Regions from separate parts of the Mus musculus genome. Here regions 2, 3, 4 and 5 are each linked to region 1. A link is a contact called in public HiCAR-type and promoter capture Hi-C data. All regions are on one chromosome and are shown on one strand. The core of a region is the stretch at or near the end of the contact, and the rest is flanking DNA. Distances in the headings are between cores, read along the strand shown.

The links. Promoter capture Hi-C pulls out the DNA fragments that hold promoters and counts their contacts. HiCAR-type assays count read pairs that join an accessible place to other places.
Region 2: a contact with region 1 is called in a promoter capture Hi-C map of liver, with 2.8 times the contacts expected there. The contact joins the promoter of Crb3 here to the promoter of Kdm4b in region 1. A contact is called at or near these places in 2 of 39 promoter capture datasets (liver and pre-B cells), 2 of 115 datasets of contacts at active chromatin or transcription factors (bone marrow-derived macrophages and pancreatic cancer cells) and 2 of 9 other capture datasets (adipose tissue and liver).
Region 3: a contact with region 1 is called in a HiCAR-type map of astrocytes, with 2.4 times the contacts expected there. The contact joins the promoter of Gtf2f1 here to the promoter of Kdm4b in region 1. A contact is called at or near these places in 2 of 115 datasets of contacts at active chromatin or transcription factors (astrocytes and microglia).
Region 4: a contact with region 1 is called in a promoter capture Hi-C map of pre-B cells. The contact joins the promoter of Pot1b here to the promoter of Kdm4b in region 1. A contact is called at or near these places in 2 of 39 promoter capture datasets (maxillary cranial neural crest and pre-B cells).
Region 5: a promoter capture Hi-C map of pre-B cells shows a contact between it and region 1, with 5 times the contacts expected there. The contact joins the promoter of Mllt1 here to the promoter of Kdm4b in region 1. A contact is called at or near these places in 4 of 39 promoter capture datasets (cranial neural crest, hematopoietic stem and progenitor cells, liver and 1 more) and 1 of 9 other capture datasets (liver).

What each region holds. Positions count from the first base shown.
Region 1 is chr17:56,324,615-56,327,490 of GRCm38.p6, reverse strand. It overlaps Kdm4b (lysine (K)-specific demethylase 4B), which reads right to left and starts at 1,441. Exons shown (of 23, transcript NM_172132.3): 1 at 1,262-1,441.
Region 2 is chr17:57,060,753-57,063,628 of GRCm38.p6, reverse strand. Crb3 (crumbs family member 3) reads right to left here and starts at 1,398. Exons shown (of 4, transcript NM_177638.5): 1 at 1,256-1,398; 2 at 863-1,034. The coding sequence starts at 935.
Region 3 is chr17:57,009,818-57,012,693 of GRCm38.p6, reverse strand. It overlaps Gtf2f1 (general transcription factor IIF, polypeptide 1), which reads left to right and starts at 1,406. Exons shown (of 13, transcript NM_133801.2): 1 at 1,406-1,585; 2 at 1,672-1,718. The coding sequence starts at 1,574. It also overlaps the pseudogene Gm17949.
Region 4 is chr17:55,711,197-55,714,072 of GRCm38.p6, reverse strand. Pot1b (protection of telomeres 1B) reads left to right here and starts at 1,437. Exons shown (of 17, transcript NM_028370.2): 1 at 1,437-1,533.
Region 5 is chr17:56,933,901-56,936,776 of GRCm38.p6, reverse strand. Mllt1 (myeloid/lymphoid or mixed-lineage leukemia; translocated to, 1) reads left to right here and starts at 1,389. Exons shown (of 12, transcript NM_022328.2): 1 at 1,389-1,514. The coding sequence starts at 1,503.

The sequences.
Region 1 (2,876 bases), core at 192-2,691:
CCCCTGAAGACCCACGTAATGAACCCATTTTGAGGCAGGAGCTGTTTGGGGAACAGTGCAGTCTCCAGCCTGGGGACTGTCAGATACACAACTAATGGGACACAGAGACATCCCGGACCCCCCAACCTTCTGCAACCAAGATCCTCAGCGCCTATGAAGGTGCTGGCACCAGGCTGCAGGCTGAGCAAATCCCACTTGGTTACAGGGAAAGATACACTCTTTCTTTTTGCTTTTTGAAACATACCGGATCCATCCTCTCCATAGTTGAAAAAAACTAGCAACTACTCCGGCAAGACACTTCCCCAGGTGTTAATTATTAAAGCGATGCCATCCTCCGCCCCGCCCCCCCCCCTTTCAGACAGATGGGACAAGGAACCGCGATGCCCGAACCGTAATGGCCAAACCGCACCAGTTACAGCATCAAATCTGCAAACCTGGAATCCCTTATACTCTCAGCTGGCTGACCGAAACCCCTAACAGAACCCCCAAAACCCCCCAGGATATGGCAGTAGGAAAGCCACCCCCAGCTGTCCCCAGCTTTGCCAAGCTTCCCTGTCTGCCGGGATGCCCTGGACTAGTGTGCACGCGGAAAACTGCACATTTCATGGCTTACAGAAAGAAGGGAGCTGGAAAGCAAAGAGACCAGGGTACAGAAGCGAGGTGGAAAGGCTGCCATTGCAATAGCAGATACGTGTACTATTTATTTTCATTTTTAAAATGCAGATTATATGGTGATTTACAGATTCTGGACATGCGGGGGTCAAGTTTGCAAGGCCATGATGGGTGAGTGTTTGGAGGGGACAGCTCCAAACCAAAGGGAACCAAAATGCAAGCGGCGGGGAGCAGGGACTTGGAGTGGGTTTTTTATTTTTAAGGATTTGGGGTTGTTGAAGGGATGGCTGGACCGGGCCACCCACGCTGTCATCTTTTGTGCCCTGGAAAGGGGACGCGGCGCCCCGCCCCCGCCCCGCCTTTGTCCGGCCCCATCGTCAACCCCCCCCACCCACCCCCAAAAAAACACACCCTCCTTTCCCAGGCACACAATCGTTTTGTCGATCAACAAACAGCAGCTTCGCCCGAACGGACAAAAGCGCGGCGTACTCCGCCGCCCTGAGGAGCCGAGTAGGCCGCAGCCAAAGCCTCGGCCTGGAGTGCGCGCGGCGGCCCAAGGTGCGGCGTGGGGGCAGGCATGGCGGCCGCGCGGCCCCCCAAAGGGGCCTGGAAGCTGCTGAGCGCCGCCACGGATCGCACACTCACTCACCTGGCGCAACGCGCGGCCCGGGCCGCAGACAGCAGGCTGAGCGGCGCGTGCCCGGCCGTCTCGCGTCGCCCCCGCCGGCCCTCACTCGCTCGCCCCGGCCACTGGGCTCCGAGCTTCGCCCGGTCTCTTTGCTCCTTCGATGGTTCGCTCGCTCGCGGCCGAGCCCTCAGCAAGAGCCCGGGGCGGGGAGGCGAAGCTTCAGAGGGGCGGGGCGACGGCTCCTACTCGGCCGCCATTGGGCATTCAGCCCACGCCCGCACGCTGATTGGTGGCGGCTGACAGCTCCACCCCTCCCCTCATCAACACCGAGCGGCCCCGCCCTCCGCGACCTGGGGCGGGAGCAGGCACTCGATTTCTTCCCTTCATTGGTCCAACCCCGAGGACGTGCCGGCACCCACTCACGTGCCTAGTGACCGGCTCAGCTTTCAGTGGGTACGAAGCATGCCCGTCAAGATGCACACAGCCAATCCGGCTGCGGTCGGGTGTAGGATAGCCCCGAGCTCACGCAGATTGACAAGCGCGTTCTCAGACTTTACTGAGACAAACGCGGATTGGTGTTTGGTACCGGTCTCTGGGTGCCGAATGGTTGCGACTGAATGTCAATCGCTGTCTTGCTGCTCCAGACTCCACCCTGTGATCGGGCGGCTGCTGAGTACGTGATTTCCTGCACAACATCAGCTCTGGGTCCGGAGACAGTGGTTCGAAACCCAGTAGTTCTAGATCTAGAGTCAGAATTTGAGCCCAGCTTTGCAAAAGGCCGAACTAGGGTAAGAGGATCTCAAAAGCGTTCCATATTGCCCTCCCCAAACGTTCATGAGTTCCCTAAAACGTGCGCGACTTGGTCCACCCCACCCCCCACCTTGAACTGATAGCTGTACCCATGGAAAGCGTTGCAATAACTCAGTGGAAGAGGATTCAATTATCTACTTCTCAAAATGTCCTAGGTCCTACTCTCTAGCTCAGCGTATTGCAAATTGGAGGCCTGGGCACCCAAATTCCAGCTACAGGTGTCCAAGCCCCTGCTCCACACAATTGTTTCCATCTCTTCATTGTGCGATGTGAAGGGAACAGCATCACCACACCAGTCACCCTGCACTCAAGAGCATTTAGTTAAGGTCTGATATCATCCCCATCAATATGCATTTATAATTTTAAATTTTTATTATTTTGTATATATGTGTGGTATATACCTCTACAGGTCAGAGGGCAACTCTGGAGTTTGTCATCTGGGTTGTTAGGCTTCACTGCAAGCTCTTTTATCCAGAGCCTGCTTTGCAAACTACCATTACGGCTTCTATACTTGAGCAAGCAGAGGTGACAACATTCCTGTTTTATGGGGTAGACTAGAAATCCTTCTACTTTAATATCTAACATCTGGAAAGTACCCTCCTTAGAGCAGGTTCTTTGTGCACCCAAGATATTTGTTCTACCCCCCTAGTCTGTTGCTAATTCACTAACTCTCAAGGTTACACATAAATTATTCCAAGCTAGACGAGTCTTGAATTGTTTCCATTGCTCTTCATTGTGCAATGTAAAGAGAACAGCCATCACCCACGCCAGTCACCATGTACTCAGAATTTGGACTACACCATCATCTTTAGTTACATTGAGCTGG
Region 2 (2,876 bases), core at 149-2,648, 740 kb before region 1:
CAGAAAGAGAAAAAAAAAATCCATGCTGGGGTCTTCTTCACTAGTTATCACTTACACACCACTCAGTCAGACCTTGCAAAACGCCTTCCAAAGTCTCCAGCTGGAATTGAGGCAGCAAGTACAGCCAGGCCACCCACTCCACCCTCGGGTGTGATGCTGGTTTCTCTGGCCACCCTCAGCCCAGCAGGTAATAATCTGACCACCCAGAGTCACCATTGTTAGCCTATTAGAATAGATGGCTTCCAGAACCGTGTCCCCCTCCACCATCACTCCGGCCCAGAACCCTTAAGGACCTGGGCGGGGCTCAACCTTTCCCAGGAGTATGTGACTCACAAGGTCCCCCCACCCCCCAGGCTCCCGAAACTGGAACTAGAGACTGAGGGAAGGTCTGGCTGGGTCCACACCTACGGAGGGCCAGCCCTGTCAGCTGGGCTCCCTCCAGGTCCCCCTGACTGCTTAAGACTCTCAACTATGCAGACTCAGGTGCCCAGGCTCTCCCTCCCCTCCTCCACCTCTGGGCTCTGCCCAACAACCCCCAGCTCCTAAATTCCACAAGACTTAAGGACTCAGGAATTCTAGGCTGCGGGTACGGAGCGTTCAGAAAAACGCTGGTTCGAGCCTCAGCAACGTTAAAAGAAAAAAAAAAAAAAACTGGAGAAAAAAAAACTGGAAAAAAAAAAAGTTCGCAGGTCAGCTAAACTAATTTGAAATTCAGCCCTGAAGCTTTCAAACTTGGTCTCCAAACGCATTCCAAGCTCATTCCTCAGACCTGTCGCCCTCTCTGGGTCGCAAATGCCCGGCACTTCTGAGTTCAACCCGGGAACCCTCCTCCCACCCGAGCGCTGCCCCGGACAGTACCTACCTGTTAGGCTCCAGCCGGAGGGCAGCATCGGCAAACCAAACGCCAAGAGCACCCCCAGGCCTGGGGTCGCCATGAGTTTAGGCGACGAGTTGGTGACGCCAAGGACAGGACTTCCCCAAGGCGCCAATTCCTACCGCATCTTGGGTCGAGGAGGGCACCTGCGACCCAGGACCTGGGGACCAGACCGGGGTGGGGGGGAGAGGGCGCAGCATAGGGTGAGGGGCTGGACTCAGGCTCGGGGCCCAGCGACAGGCAACCCAATCTTGGAGTGCGCTCCCCGCCCTCGGCGCCAAGGGTCAGAGATTAAAGATTAACTCCCCGACCGCATTCTTGGGCCAGGAAAAGGGAAGGAGGAGGTGGGGACAGGACAGGCTGCGCGCCCTGCCTCCCTACCTGACTCCAGCGTCTGAGAGGGACTTCGCTCAGGTTCCCAATCCCGGGTTCCCAGCTGGAACCCCGAGTCTCCGTCCTTCACCCGGTCGCTCCAGATCCCACCCGCCCCGCCCGCTCACGTGACCCGGAAAGTTTAGTCACCCACCTGGGCAAAGAGCGCACTTCCGGCTTGTGCACCTGAGCCTGGCTGAGAGGGGCGGGGCGAAGAGGGCGGGGCCGCGCCGCCAGAGCACCTGTAACGGGAACCCCATTGCGACCCGGAGCACCGCAGAGGGCGGAAATGAGCAGGTGTAAGCACAGGGGTGCATACCCCGGCGGGGGGCGTGGCGACACTCCAGAAAGATACACACTTATAAGAGGCGGGCTCCGATGGGAAACACTGAAGAACTCACACCCTGAAGTCAGACCTGGGAATGCTAACCTGTATTCTAAATGTATTCTGGAGGCTGAGGCAGGAGGACCCCAAGTTCAAAGCCAGCCTGAATAAACCCTATTTCAAAAGTAAAAGGGGCTGGGAGCGTGGCTCGGGGCCAGAACCCCTGCCTTAAATGGCCTAGTGAAGGTCGCCTTCCAAGAATGTCTTAGTGATTGGATCGCCCCTTACTCAGCCATGAATTCCTCCTTAGCATGCCTGAGACCCCTGGGTTCCATTTTCATCCCATAACCAAAAAAATCAACCAACCTGTACAGGACTAGTTTTGTAGAAAGATACATGTAGGCTTGTAGTCAGAGTGTAATCAGAACACCTGCTTAGATTAAACCCGTGCGGTATTAAAAAAAAAAAAAAAAAAAAAAAAAACCGGACAAAGATCTGTGCAGAATCTCGCCCAGCTTAACGGAAGGCCTTATGTCCACACTGAAGAACATCCGTATGAGGTCCACCTGCCAGGGAAGTGTCTGTGAGGAAGCATGGATTTGGGGCGTCTGCGCAGAAGTAGTGATGTCCCACGGCACCCACACAGAAACTCTTATGCATGGAAACATCTGGTAGCTGGTAGAGGGAGTGGGTGGGACTTTCACCTGTTCACCACAGATGTATGGGCACAGCTTGGGTGGGGACCGCATGACCTCTGGATGTATCTTTGGGTAAAAGGTGGTCATGCACCGGATATGATGGCACGTGATTGCCGTCCCAGCAACTGGGATTCCGAAGCAGGCGAACTGCTGCACATTCAAGGCCAGCGAGGCTACAGAGACCTTGGCTCAAAAGGACAATAACAACAATAGCCATAGAGCTGCAGCTGGAGTTCTGTGGCTAGTTTATCTAGCACATACAAGGCTATATACAACACCCATTGTAGTGTAGCATACGCCTTAGATCCCAGGTGGAGCTCTGTGAGGTCCAGATCAGCCCGGTCTACATAGTAAATTCCGTGGCTACATAGAGAGACTGTGTCTTTGAACAAGAAAAATAAATAAATAAATAAATAAATAAATGAGGCGTCGTCCCTTCCTGGGAGTGGTGGTTTAAACTCTGTTTAAATCTCTGCTCTGGCCCTAAATGGGAATCCAGACTAAGATTTGAAGCTTTTGATTTCTCCACTGTAGCGTGGGAAAAGCTAGTGTCACCTACCTACCTCACAGGGTTTGGGGTAGGTTCGTTACTGAGCAGCGAGTGAAG
Region 3 (2,876 bases), core at 157-2,656, 690 kb before region 1:
GTAGAAGCCGTATTTCAGAGCCATGTTTCTGCACTGGGTCCCTTTCCCGCAGCCGGGCCCCCCCACCACGAAGATGATCAGGGGATACCTCAGGATATCTATGGTGTTCAGGGAAGAAAGATGGTACTAGTGCAAGTCTATAAGAAATCCTGGACTCACGTTGAAGCATCCCCCTGTGGGGATTTTCCTGAGCCATTTGCACAGACCTCCATGAAGTGCCTTAGTGACTCCATCACCCCATTTTACAGATAAAGAAGAGGGCCCTCAAACTCACCCAGTAGCACCCTGCTCCGCCCACCATGCGGTCCTTTCTATGCTGCCTGCTTGTGCCTCTAGTCACACAACCTCTGAGTTGGGATAAGACCTCTCTGCCCTTTCCTCTCCTCCGCAGTCAGCCCTCGTTCTTTGTCCCTTTCAGTTCACTTTGGTCTTCCTAGCCAGCCTCTGTAACTTAAGGCGCACTCCCTGAAGGCGGAGAAATGAATGCCTCCCCTACTAGACACATCTGTGGAGTCAGTTGTTTATGCAAAGACAGTCATGGAATCAGCCTATCTCATTCCTCTCAAGTTCAATGCCTGTGCCTCCCTTGCCCCTCTGCTTAACCAACTCCTTTGCATCCCGTAGGCTCCCTTTCTCTGATTTGTCCCCAGAGAATAGTACTTTCCATTTCCGACACTGGCTCCTCTACTCAAGTTATATGCCAAAGGCATCAACCAACAGTGAGGTGGGAGCATGCGCAGATGCGTTCCTTCCGTGCAGGGGTTGGTGTACACCCCCAGGTAGTGGGGATACTTGCCCATCTCCCCCTTTCGTTGGCCCATGTAAACCAACCACCCCACGTCGTTACCCTTCTCCTGGGGCCTCAAAGCTCTGCCCAGCTGGGGCAGCGTGGACTCGCACAGACCCATCCCGCCCGCAATGCCGGGGTACGCTGGGGCCCTGTCTCCACCCTGCACCGAGTCCCCGGCTCCGCTCTACGTCACAAGGGACTCATTTTGCAAGATCCTCGGGATCCCCATATCCCAGGACACAGAAAACTGAACCTCAGACCCGCCCCAGAAGAGCCGAAGAAGCCACCCCACAGAGTGGGCCTCGGTTGCCATGGCAACTCGGCCTCCGTTCCCGCTTCTTGGACACATTTACGCTTGCGCAAGAGGATCGAGTTCGCGTCTACCAGGAGACTCCATTTCCACCCTACCCAGGATGCTCCGCGGTGCCTGCGTCGTGACGTCACGACGGGCGTGTCTACACGTGACTTTTCCGTGGTATATAAACAGAGAACGCCGCCAAAAGGTGGCTTTCTCTCCGAAGCTGGTGATCTAGAGTAGTTACAGCGGCTGCGCTCTTCTCGGTGTGGCAGCTCAACTTCCGGGTCAGGCTCTAACGCATGCGCAGAGAGTTAGGTCTCTTTTTCTCGTCTTCCAGCATTCTCCGAGACTTAAGGATTTGGAAATCCAAAGCACAGCATCACACTAACGTGACAACCAGGAAAGGTGCCTTCCCTTTCCTGGAGCCGAGGGACACAACGAAGTTCATCCCGTCAGGCCGACCGGGAGCAGCTTGAGCAACGGCCATGGCGGCTCTAGTGAGTATGAATGAGGTGGGGACAGAGGTGTCGCAGAACAGACCCCGCGCCCTCTCCTCGCCTTACAGACCCCTGCTCTCTTGCAGGGCTCCAGCAGCCAGAATGTCACCGAGTACGTCGTCCGAGTCCCCAAGTAAGTCCCCGTCCACCCACACTCCAGAACCTCGGCCCTGTGTTCCCCTGCCACCCCGTCCAAGACACAGTAACAGTTACCCCTTGGTAGTTAATGTCAGGGGTCGGTGACTTTGCCCTGAGTCAGACGGGTCAGGTCAGACATGGTGACTGCCTTTAATCTCAGCACTTGGGAAGCAGATGTAAGAGAATTTCTGTGAGTTCGCAGCCAGCCAGGTCTGTATAGTGAGTTCCAGGACAGCCAGGGCTACATAGTCGGGTCCTGTCCCAAAATAAAAGAAAACCCCAAACTGGTCACAGGTGGTATACATCCTGTTTTTTTGTGCCAAGTGCCATGTCCCTCAACTTCTAACTTTATTTTAGGTGGGTACATGCTAGGCAAGTACTCCACCACCGAGCCACACCCAGCCCCCTCTTAAGTTTTGTTTATTTTGAAGACAAGAGTCTTACTGTGTAGTTCAGATGGTTTGATCAGGCTGGCTTTGAACCCACTCAGATCCATTAAGACCCTTGCCTGCCTGCCCTTCTTTCTACATAGGGGTCCTCCGCACTTTTGGTTCCTTTTTTCTTTTTTTCTCTTTTGGTTTTTCGAGACAGGGTTTCTCTGTGTAGCCCTGGCTGTCCTGGAACTCACCTTGTAGACCAGGCTGGCCTCGAACTCAGAAATCCACCTGCCTCTGCCTCCCAAGTGCTGGGATTAAAGGCATGTGCCAACTCTGCCTGGTGGTCCCTTTGTTTCTTGAAGATTTAATTTATTATCTATGTGTATGAATGTTCTCTCTTGTCTCTCCTCTCTCACTCTCGCTCTTGCTCTCGCTCTCACTCTTTCTGTATGTGATGCTGTAAGAGAGCCTAGTGTCTGTGGATCTTTATCTGATGGGGTTGGGTTGGATGAGATGGATCTTGATTCTTTAAAACAAAACAAAACAAAACCCCTGAAAAACTAGAGCGTGGTTCTCAACTTGCAGGTTGCCTAAGACCATCGGAAAACACAGATATTTACATGACCATTTATAGCTTACAGTTGTGAACTAAACAAAAATAATTTTATGATTGGGTCACCGCAGCATGAGGAGATGTATTAGAGGGTCAGAGCTTTAGAACCATTGCTCTGGAGTCTTTTATGAGTTCCCAGAATTACCTACAACCAAGGGTGTAA
Region 4 (2,876 bases), core at 188-2,687, 610 kb after region 1:
GATACAAAGACTATCTGTCAGAAATAAAAAGCAAAATATAATTTCTAATATAAAAATAGAGAGGAGTTGATTAACATTTCTATTAGACCACTGTGGGTAGTATTAGGAAGTTTTAATATGGATGACACTAGCATAGATAAGCAGACATAAATAACAAACTAAAGAAGTACATTTTGATTTTAAGTCTCCTTTTAGTCTAATATACTCACTTCAAAATTCGTCCCATTTATATCATTTTAATGGGAACGTAAGTAGCAATGCCAATTTATTTGGTTTTCTTCACATATTCGATTCCATTGTGCCAAATTCTGACTTCATGTTATAGGTGGAATGTGCCCCAATCACACTGAATTTCTTTAACTCAATTACATGGAAATCACGTACATGGAAATATTCTTCTCAGTCATGGGAAAGATACCTTTAACTGATTTTTTTCTATTGATAGAACAATGGAGATCATTTCCATCCTACCATAAATGCATACAATCCCATCATTTTTGTCAATGCACTCAGTCTTTGATGAACTTTGATGAACTTAAGGGAGAAAGATTAACAGTTACAATTAACATAGGCAGTGCCATTAATGTTGCATGTAGTTTAAAAGAATGAACAAAAGACCTTCATTTTCATCAATGGAATTTCAAAACTTTCCCCACTTCCTGAAAAAAGTGGGTGGGTAAAATGAATAGATGTAGACTCAATTTAAACTAATAGTGGAACATTTTGTGAAAGATAAAAAAGTTATTCTGTGTTTAAAAATGCCTTTTAACCCGATACAAAGGGTTCCCAAATAACTCCAAATAATCGTGATAAACTTTTAAAGCCTACACACTTTTTAAAATTTAATTTTTAATTAATTTTTTTACACTCGATATAAGCCTACATACTCTTGTTCAGCTTTCTATATTCTGAAATTAATCATTACAAAGTTTCTAAACTCATGACAATTTTTCATCACTCAAAAATATAGTAAAGAACGATAAATCTTCAGACTAACAAAGGATTGTTGGTATTTTTCAACTTGCCTGGCAATAGCATAATAGCCCTAAATTGCGATTAAAAAAACAACAAAACAACATTGTTATCTTCGTCTATTTACATCGTGTAAAAGTGCATTTGGGTGCTTAACTTAGATTAACAAAGGGTTTTGCCTCTGATCCATTTATTCAACAAAATAGAATTTGGAGTCTCACTCGGAATAGGGTTCCAATTGGCTACAGGATTTAGGACTCTTTCAAGCCAGTTACTATCCTTTGAACAGTGTGTTCTCCCCCCCCCCCCCCCCCCCCCGCTAGTCCCCAGAAAAATCCATTAGGGGCGTGGAAAGAGGAGCAGCAGGCTTCCTACTCTGCAGGGACCAACTGGGAGGAGCTTGGCCGAGGCCCCGCCTGCCTTTCGCTTTTGTTATGGGAAGCACGAGCAAAAAGCGGGCGGAATGGTTGGAGTGCGCATGCGTGTGTCCCACGGCTCCGGAAGTCGAAGTCGCGTCTCTGCAGGTTGAAAAAGTTGCCGGGATCCTCGGTGTTCTGTGAGGTACTGAACGCTAGGGTGTTGGAGTTCTTGGTGTAATCGCTGGAGGTCGGGCCCTGGATGATATGAGGGGTCGTTTGCAACCACATTTGGGGTAGTTGTAGAGAAAGTGCGCTATGCGTTGGCGGCAGCGATAACCCGCTGTGTTCGGCATCCTCTCTCTCAGGGAGACCTCAAGCTTCAGGGGTGTGTGTGTGTGTCTGTGTGTGTGCGCTATGCGTTGGCGGCAGCGATAACCCGCTGTGTGTGTGTGTGTGTGTGTGTGTTATTGGGAGCCTCAGAGGCTTCAGGTACTTGCCCAGGTGACAAGTGTCAGAAGAAAAGCATGAACCTGGTGCACAGTGAACAGAGAGAGCGCTAGGATTAAAGGAACGGGCTACTACTATGCCGTGCAACAGGTCGGAAAACTGGCTTTTAAAAGTATTTTGATTCAAGCTGATACTTCCTGCTGAGGACACAAAAAGCATCGTTTTGCCAAAGTATAATTTGTTTTCAGTTTTTTTTTTTTTTGTTTTTTGCTTTCTTTAGTAATATTGAAGAGTATTAATGTAGGATCTACTTTTAATCTGTTTTTTTTCTTTGAAAAGTGGATAGTGACTTTATTAGTATGAGGTTCATATGAGTTTTAATCTGTTGTTTAAGAAATACCCATATGGTTGTTTACCAAGAGTCCATGGTGTGTGTGAGACAGAAAGTTTTAATATGAAAGCCAAAAGAGAAGTTGAAAGGAACTGTTATAAAACACTATCATGCCTGTACTTTTGACTAGGTAATTATTTTCCGAAGTTGACAGTGGGGCAGAGACTAAACTGAACTTTTTGTTTTGTATTGACTTGCCCTCATTGTCCTAGTTTATGAGTTTTTCATTTCACATTAAGAATTTTTTCTTTCTTAAATTGTAATTGGTTTCTAAAACAACATTTTATTTTGCTGAGAGATTGTATTACCGGGTTGAGAAAAAACACTTTGGGAAATTAATGAACTTCACTTTCTGTATCTTCAATAAGACTTAAGTTATGAATCTTACATATTTTTTTCCTCAGATTTTCCCCAGATGACTTAATATTTATTAGAACATGCTATATTGAATTCCTAAAAGTATGGTCCAAGTGAAATTCAGAGAAAGGTTCTCTAAAGATTAAGAAAGGGAATCGAATATCCTGACTGCCTGACACATCCCATAGTTCAGTATGAGTATATTAGGAGTACTGTGCCAGTGCAAGTTTTTAAAGGCAAGTGAGCATGCTTGCTGAAGATTGCTGTAATCCTCAGCCATAGATATTAGCAGCACAGGCTTGCACAGAGAGAGGTTCTGTTTGTGTGTGTGTGTGTGTGTGTGTGTGTGT
Region 5 (2,876 bases), core at 140-2,639, 610 kb before region 1:
TACCCCAAGTGATGCTACGTATGTAACCTAGCCTCCCAAGTCAATTAGTCAATAAAAGGCTAAAGCCTGTGACTGGGCAATAGATAGAGGTAGGCAGGTTTTCAGTTACCTGGCTGGAGGTTGCAGGTAGAGAAAGGAGACTAAGAAAGACAGGGAAACTGGAGGAGGCCGCCACGAGAGGAGATGGACCATAAGCATGTGGCCAGGAAAAACAGCACGTCACAAGGGACACATGGGCAGGGATGTAAGTTAGAATAGCTCCAAACTAGTTCCAAACTAGAATAGCTGCACAACCTAGACTTACGGTTTGTAAATAAAATACCTGGATTGTGTGTGTGTCTTTTATTCAGGTTAGCAAAAATTTGTATTGCCTTTTATATCCAAGTTCTAGGATGATAGACATGTATCTCTGCACTTGGCTTATAGAGTCTTGAGGCTAGAACCCAGGGCTTCATCGTTCTAGCAGAGTGCTCTACCAATTATGCCCCAGCCTTGGCCTTCAAGTAAAAAAGTGAAAACAGAGCTGTGGGTGTAGTTCAATGGCGGGAGCCCTGAGTTCAATCCCCAGTTGTCAGTATCCACAGTCTACGGTTGACTACTGACTACCGTTCCTTTCCCTGCGTTGAATGAATGAGACCGCTGATCATTTAGAATGGCTCCGTTTCAGATGTGCACTGTAACAACCACAGAAAGAAGAACCACCTCCGACAAGTTTTTTTGTTTGTTTTTGTTTTTTAAAAGCTTACATTTTAAATGGTGCGTGTCTGTGTGCGAGCGCTAGCACCTGTGTGCAGTGCTTGAGAAGGCCAGAAGAGGTCACTGAAGTCACAGGCTGGTTTTTTACAGATGCACAACCCTAGCCTTTGCAAGGAGAAGTGGGCTGAACCCGCTGGCTTTACAGGATCCAGACCGGTAAACTAACCACCGGCGCTGTCACGCAGGAGCACCGAACATCGCCAGCGCTCCCTCCCTCCGCAGGGCTCGAACTTAAACTCTTAGGGCCTTTTTAGGGACGTCCCCTCTAGAGCCGCTCCCGGGGCGCAGTGCGCAGGCACCGCGCCACGGCCTGGCCCAACCCCTCCACGTGCGGCGCACACCTCGCGCCGCTCAGCAGAGCTCGCCTCGCGCCTCCTTCACTCCCTCCGCCCGCCCCCCTGCGGCGCCGGCTTTCTATTGGCTGACGGCTTCGTCGTTCTGACTGTCGCCCGGCGGGCCCCCACCAGCCCGGAAGTCCCGCCCCACGCGCGGGTCTCTGGCCTTCTGACAGGCTCGGAGGCTTGTCCATCGGCGAGGCCGGGCCCGAGTCGGCGGCTGGGGGCCCGCGGTCGCTGAGCCGCCCGGGCTGGCGGCGGTTTCCGGTTCAGCGCGGCTGGCGGGCGGGCGGGCGGCCCGGAACGGCGGCGGCGGCGGTGCGGCCCCCGACAGACAATGAGAGCGGCGGGGCGTTGCTGAGCGGCGGCAGCGAGAGCGACGCGGGCCCGGGGGCGGGGCGGGCGCCAGTCATGGACAATCAGGTAAGAAGCCTCCGCCCGGGACTGGCCTCCCGCTGCCCTGCGCGGCGTTGTGGCCGGCCCTGCGCGCACACCGCCCCGTGGGCACCGAGTTTGCGCGCGCCCACCCGGATGGGCCCTTCTCCAGCCACTGCGACCCCGGGGCGTCCTTCCCCCATCGCCATCTCGGGATGCCCCTCCTCCACTGTGACCCACGTACCCCTCCCCCATCGCGACCCCAGGTCTGGTGCAGAACCCTTTGGGATCTAACTCAGCACCCCAGTGCCACCCACTCCACACTGGGGAATTCTCTGCCAGCGTAGTGTATCCACACCGCCGCGGCATCTTGAGGGACTCAGCCTGGCTCAGAGCCCCGTGAGACACCCCTTAGAATCCCGGAGTACCCCCTGGGCATCATACAGGAGCTCAGGGCTTCAACACCTTAGGAACTCCATCTCATTCCAGAGTCCCCGGAGGCGCCCCTTAGGAATCCAGTTTACACACAGACTCCTGAAGTGTTTATCAGGATCCCAGGGATTTAGCGCCCTGGGCATCATCACAGCCTGGAACCCTTTGGGATTCCCCTTAGAGCCTTGGTACTACCTTAGCACCCTGGGGATCTCCCGCCTGGTCCACAGCTCTCCAGGAAGACTTTTGGAATCCTATAGCCACTCACAGCACCATGGGGATCCCGTCCTGGCCCCACATCCCCTGGGAAATCATTTAGAATCCCAGTAGAGAATGGAACCCATTGGGATTACAAAGCCACCCAGTCTAGCCGGGAACTCACGTCCCTTATGAATCCAAATCTAGCCAGACTCCCTTCAGAACTCCAGTACACCCCACAGCTCCTGGCATCCTTGTATGGCCCAGAATCTTTGGAAACATGTCTCAGAACTTAAGTGGGTCTTCCAGCCCCTGTGGTCCCTAGCATGAATCAGACTCTGTGGAGAGTCTACACAGAGTCCCCACAGACAGGGCTAGTAACTTTAGGATGCCCCCCCTACATATCCTCTTAGATGCTACACCACCCCAAATAGGGCCTGAGCCTCAATCTTTTTTTGGAAGATTCCTTCTTCCTGGGCCCATGACCCCAAATCTCCCCAAACTCCAGGGAATACCCCCCCCCCAACCAGGTGCTAGCTTCAGGTCTGTTTTGAATGCTCTCTGCCCAGCCACACCCTCTCTCCATCTAAGACACTCACTTCAGTTCACTTTTCCCAGCCTCTTGGGTAGCCTGCCTCCTCTACCTCTTCCCCTCATGTCACCCAGCTCTGTACCATGTGAGCTCCTCCCCATCTTCTTTAGATTCCCCTCACCCAGGGTCACATCCTCCCCCTTCCCTTCCAAAGACGGAACTTCCAGGGGTACCAGTCCTGGGAAGGT